2 separate regions of the Sus scrofa genome follow, and region 2 is linked to region 1. Evidence: chromatin contacts called from public HiChIP or PLAC-seq data. All regions are on one chromosome and are shown on one strand. Each heading gives the region's core, a stretch centred on a gene start, on an enhancer-like site or on the middle of the called end of the contact. The rest is flanking DNA. Distances are from core to core; before and after follow the strand shown. Region 1 overlaps MGAT4A (mannosyl (alpha-1,3-)-glycoprotein beta-1,4-N-acetylglucosaminyltransferase, isozyme A). Region 2 holds the start of LOC100524554 (cytochrome c oxidase assembly factor 5).

Region 1 (2,700 bases), core at 4-2,503:
CATAATTTATAAATATGGAAATACCAACAAAAAAAAAGAGAGAGAAAAAGTCAAAAGAATGGAACACAGCTCCTTCTGGGACAGGAGATTAGGAATGTACAAAGAGACACTATTCTTTCAATATAATCTTTCAGTGTCCTCAAAAATTTTTAGGGAATTTCCTGGCAGCTCAGCAGGTCATGTATCCAGCATCATCACTGCTGTGACTGAGGTTGGGTTACTGGCCCAGGAACTTCCACTTGCCATGGGCATGGCCAAAAAAAAAAAAAAAAAAAAAAAAAGAAAATTTTTTTAAACTATGAGGATATTTTACTTAATTTAAAAGCAGTAGTTCCTTCTGTGGCACCACAGTATCAGCCATGTCTCTGGAGCACTGGGATGCAGATTCATCCTTGGCCCAGCACAGTGGATTAAGGATCCAGCACAGGCCCCAAATGAGGCTTGGCTCTGAACCCAGGAACTCCATTTGCAGTGGGCTGCCCAAAATACATACATAAATAAATAAAAATTTTAAAAATAAGATTAGGTATTTAAAGACCAATTAAAAAAAAAAAAAAGACATGCAATCCTATCCTAAAAGCATACAAGGAGTTCCCATTGTGGCTCGGTGGATTAAGAACCTGACATAATGCCCATGAGAGTGAGGGTTCAATCCCTGGCCTCACTCAGTGAGTTAAGGATCTGGTGTTGCCATGAGCTGCAACGTAGGTCACAGGTGCAACTCAGATCCTGCATTGCTGTGGCTGGGGCGCAGGCCTACAGCTGCAGCTCTGATTCAACCCCTAGCCTGGAAACTTCCATATGCCACACAGGTGTGGCCAGAAATAGAAAAAAATTATAATAAAAGCACACAACATATAAACATACAACAATAAGAGTGCTTTAAGTAAGGGACCTAGAAAACAGTACTAGACGATCCACTCTGACTAACAGGAGTACCAGAAGAAATAAAGAGGAAAAAGTCATGATGGCAGAACTCAGGGGAACTGAGCGCATGAGAAGAGGGGGGTGAAGAAGGACCAAGATGCCACATCCCTGGAGACCCTGAGAGGAAGCTGAGGCTACTTGAGTACTGAGTTCTAAGACCATGTTGTGAGTTGACACACTGGCAGGGACGTGCCATGAGGGTCAAAGGGACAGCCAGAAATCAGAGACGGGCTGAGTCATTGAAGCCAGAGCCCATGGAACAGATAAGGCTGGAGAAGAGAGGGTCAGGGGAGAACTTTCGCAAGAGCAAAAAGAGCTGACAGTGTTGGGTTAATGTTAAGTACTCGGGGCGGTGATAACTTAGACAATGAAGAGAGCTGGGTTCGGGAAACCACTGAGATGTCAGGAAGAGGAACTCAGAACTATCCATAAACCAGTCTGTCCTCATCTTATGCAACCTTCCACATGACCCACAGTTCTCCTTCTGGGAACACTTTCCTCCAGGGATTTCCCGGGCATCCTACTGCCCTCAGACTCTTCCTGCTTCACTAATGTTTCTCTTCCTCTACTTGACCTCAGTGATGGAGTGTGGCAGTTCAACCCTCTAAGTGTTCTCATCCATTCCCATGATTTCCAATTTTGTCTACATGCCAATAACACCGACACTTCTCTCTCCAGTCTAAGCATCCCACACTCACTGCAGAACTCACAATGCCCTCCCTCCACCATGTTCCCAACACCCCCCTCTCCCACTATGTTTCTCTTGGTGTTCTTTCAACACACCAAGCTCATTCTTGACTTACTTACTATTTCTACTGCTGGGGCTCCTCTTTGCCCTGCTTCTCTGGCTTTATCATTGAAGCCTCCATTCAACTGTCACGTCCTCAGAGAAGGCTTCTCTGACTCCCAGTATCTCAACAGCTTTCATTTACACCTCTGTCACTGTCAGGTCAGCATGTTTTACTCTCAGTATGCACTGCTATCTGAATCGTCTCGTCTGTTCACTTGCTCAGCTATTCTTGTGTAACCCCTCCCACCACCACCACTTAGCATCTCTAGAAATAGGCTCCATGGCAGCAAGGATGTCACCTGCCTCAGTGACTACTCTATTGCCGATGCCTAGTGGAACATAGCCTGGAACATGCTCAAAAACCACTAGAAGGTTGAATAAATTAACTGATCCAAAAAGAGAAATAAGGAGCAACATGAAGAAAGCTACTTACAAATCAAATCATAGCACCAATTCCTATACCTGGGGTTAGTACATTTCCTTCAAGATGGAATTCATCACTGAGCAGCTGAGGCAGTAAGACTGATGGAGGCATTGTTCAATTTCCTTGCTATCACTTGCGTATTAATTTCTGGTTAGTGTGTCAGAAGAACACAGAAGGTACACACAGTTCACATGCAGGAAGAAACTTTCCTTAAGGAAGGTGACAGGGGACACCTTCAGGGTCCTATTTCTGCCTTATCTTTAACCTTAGTCTTCTGATAAGGAAACCCAAGTTATCGTTCCTCTCTCGTCTAATCAGGTCAGAAAGGGCAAAGCTTATTTCCCTCGAGAAGAGGGTTTATTAACCTTCTAGATCTTAATCACACTAAAAGGTAACTGTCTTTCATTACTGCTTCATCAGAAGCTTGCTACCACCCAGGGAATGATTTTCTCCTCCTCCTCCTCCGCTTTGCTGCTTCTATTTCCTTCTTAAGGAATTAACTGCAACCCTGGGCCAGTTGCAGGTATTGCCTTAGTGCCCTGCATCACGCACTCTCTCA
Region 2 (2,700 bases), core at 24-2,523, 93 kb before region 1:
CGTAAAGCAGAAATCAGTAGAAACACCTGATATAACCTCTGGGGGTAGTTATTTTTTTCTTTGAAATAAGGGCAACCTTTTTCTTCTTCTTTTTTTTTTTAAGGGCCCCACGAGTGGCACACTTAAGTTCCCAGGGTAGGAGTCGAATCAAGAGCCACACAGGATCCGAGGCGAGTCCGGGACCAACACCACAGCTCAGAGCAACGCCGGATACCTAACCCAATGAGCAAGGCCAGGGATGGAACCCGAGCCTCAAGGATACTTGTCGGGTTTGTTACCCGCTGAGCCACAATGGGAACTCCGAGGGCAACTTTCTGAAATCATATCTCCAAATGCAAAAATAATTACTGACTACCCTCTCACCAGGCTGTTTTAATTGGAAAATGTTTTTGTGCTTTAATTGGTTTTCAGGCCAGAACCCAGCTCCCCCGTCAGCTCTGAAACCCACTGCATTCAAATTGGCTCCTGAGAAGAGCTGTGGCTGTAGTGACGGAAAAACCTGAGAATAACCTTCCATTACCGCACAAAACCAGCAGTAGGGGGAGCTCTAAGATACAAAGTGGAGAAAAGGCGCTTACAACTTACCCAGGAGTGCACGGAACTCCAGCTCAACAACAAATTCTAACCAACACAAGGCAAAACATAGTATCTTTTCAGCCACAACTGAACAGAGAAAAACGAAGCTACTAGCCAACACAGTGTGCCAAGCTCTAACTTACTGATTCTTATCAGTTGAATAGGAAACCTGTCTATTCTCCTTCATGCCTCCAAAACCTAGCAGAGTGGCAGCATTCAATGCCTATTTTCGCAACTGAAACGGTTTCCCTTTTACAAAAACCAATAGGGAGGTATCTTTATCTCCAATTTCACACCGTTGGAAAGTGAGGCTTAGACAGCGGATTTGCCCAAATTCATTAAGTTGTTGCGGCGCTCAATACCCAGGTCGGAGAACTCAGAGGCACGTCTTTTAACCGCCAGCGGCCTGAGCGGGGCCCTTCGCCGGCCCCGCCTCCCGCTTCGGGCTTCGGTCACCCCGAGCCCCCGGCCGCGCTACCTGGAGCACGCAGTCCGACTGCAACAGACACGCGCCCAGGTCCTCCTTCACGCCCGCGCACGCGCCGCCCTCCGGCTTGTCCTCGTAATACCGAGGCATGACCGCGCCTCCCGCCCGCCGCGGCCGGGACACACACGAGTCTGCAACCGAGCCCGACACGGTAAGACGCCAGCGACCCCGCACAGGGCGGAACCGGAAGCCGGCAGCAACCACTTCCGGCGAGCGCGCTTTGGAGGGCGAGACCCAGAGGCCGCGCTTGCGCACGCGCGGCGAAACTGGGTCACGTGACGTGGTGCGCCTCCAGCGTCGCCGACGTTGCTGAAAGGGAAGTTGGTCCAGCGGCTGCTGAGCTCGGCTGCTGCGCGGATGTGCTGGGTCAGTTTGGAGCGGGTGGAGGTCGCCGCGGGGCTCTAGGTGAGACCTGCCGATCGTCGGTTCCGCGCACGTCTTGGGCTCGCCCCGGGCCTTTTCCTCTGCCGTCTCACTGCCCTGGGTCACCTGGCCCTAGAGTGACCGCGCCCAGGTCCGGCTGCTCGGCCTGTGGTAGGACTGCCAGGCAAAATCAAGGAGGCCAGTTACAGTTGAATTTCAGATAATTCAGTAATGTTTTGCTATGCGTATGTGCCACGTAGTGTTTGGGACCTGCTTATACTAAAAATTACTCCTGTATTTGAAATCCAGATGTAACTGGGCGCCCAGTGTTTTTATGCTTAATCTGGCCGTTCTATCCGCGGCCCGGGTCAGCGGGAAGCAGCTGGGCCTGGAAGGCGCTGCTGGCGTCCCGGTGGCCTGGGGCGTGAAACTGGGCACTGAGCTGCTGGCACGGAGCGTGGGGGCTGGACTCCCACGCTGTCATTCCCCACCTAAACCACTTACTTTGGAGTTTTGGTTTGTTTTGACATCACATTCTAGGGAATGAATTACGTGCTGGTTATACACTGATGGACCTGTCTGATAGGGCATTTATTTTACCTCGTCCATAACATGGTTTCTGTTTGGCTTAAGCAAAGGCTTTCCCCTAAAAGCCTTAGTTGGTTAAGAGCAAAAATTGAAGGGTGGAATTTTGAGCCAGAGTACGTGAGTTGGAAGTTTGTTTCCAACACTAGCTCTGCTCTTAAGAGGGTCACTTCATCCTCCAGCGCCTCCGTTGTCGCTCTCAGCAGTAGCTCGCTGGGACCGTGGTTGAGGATCTAGGGAAGCGAAGTGTGGGGAATGGATGGACCGTGTAACAGTTCAGAAGGGCGTGGGGCAGCCCTTGCCTGAAGTGTAATCAGTTCTCCAGCCCCCAAACCGGCCTCAAAACCACCTGCATCCCCTTTTAAGCCCTCTTCTTAAGGATCCGAGCCCAAATGTAAAGTGATCTCCCACCTAAATAATTCAGAAGAGGGGTGCTAGCCAGCCATTCCTTCGGATAACTTGTAAAAGAGTTTTTTCTCTTCCATCTAGGAAGATGTTACCAAGTACTTCAGTGAATTCCCTATCCCAGGGGAATGGAGCACTGAATTCCAGGGATGCAGCGAGGCACACAGCTGGAGCAAAACGCTACAAATACCTGCGCAGGCTTTTTCGTTTTCGGCAAATGGACTTTGAGTTTGCAGCCTGGCAAATGCTCTACCTGTTCACGTCCCCACAGAGAGTTTACAGAA

The links. HiChIP or PLAC-seq counts read pairs in DNA pulled down with a chosen protein or histone mark.
Region 2: a contact with region 1 is called in an H3K27ac HiChIP or PLAC-seq map of alveolar macrophages. The contact joins the promoter of LOC100524554 here to the enhancer-like site in region 1. A contact is called at or near these places in 1 of 5 promoter capture datasets (fetal skeletal muscle), 4 of 47 Hi-C or Micro-C datasets (omental adipose tissue, retroperitoneal adipose tissue, subcutaneous adipose tissue and 1 more) and 2 of 2 datasets of contacts at active chromatin or transcription factors (alveolar macrophages and skeletal muscle).

What each region holds. Positions count from the first base shown.
Region 1 is chr3:55,582,989-55,585,688 of Sscrofa11.1, reverse strand. All of the region lies in intron 1 of MGAT4A (mannosyl (alpha-1,3-)-glycoprotein beta-1,4-N-acetylglucosaminyltransferase, isozyme A), which reads right to left. Among named protein-coding and RNA genes, the nearest start is that of MGAT4A, 19 kb to the right of the region's middle. Within about 2 kb of position 1,253, at least 13 of the 83 cell types and tissues checked have an H3K27ac peak or open chromatin away from gene starts, as enhancers often do. A contact at or near this core is called in alveolar macrophages and retroperitoneal adipose tissue, where this site is marked.
Region 2 is chr3:55,675,615-55,678,314 of Sscrofa11.1, reverse strand. LOC100524554 (cytochrome c oxidase assembly factor 5) reads right to left here and starts at 1,273. Exons shown (of 3, transcript XM_005655200.3): 1 at 1,055-1,273. The coding sequence starts at 1,153. It overlaps UNC50 (protein unc-50 homolog), which reads left to right and starts at 1,320. Exons shown (of 7, transcript XM_013987864.2): 1 at 1,320-1,468; 2 at 2,501-2,700. The coding sequence starts at 2,505.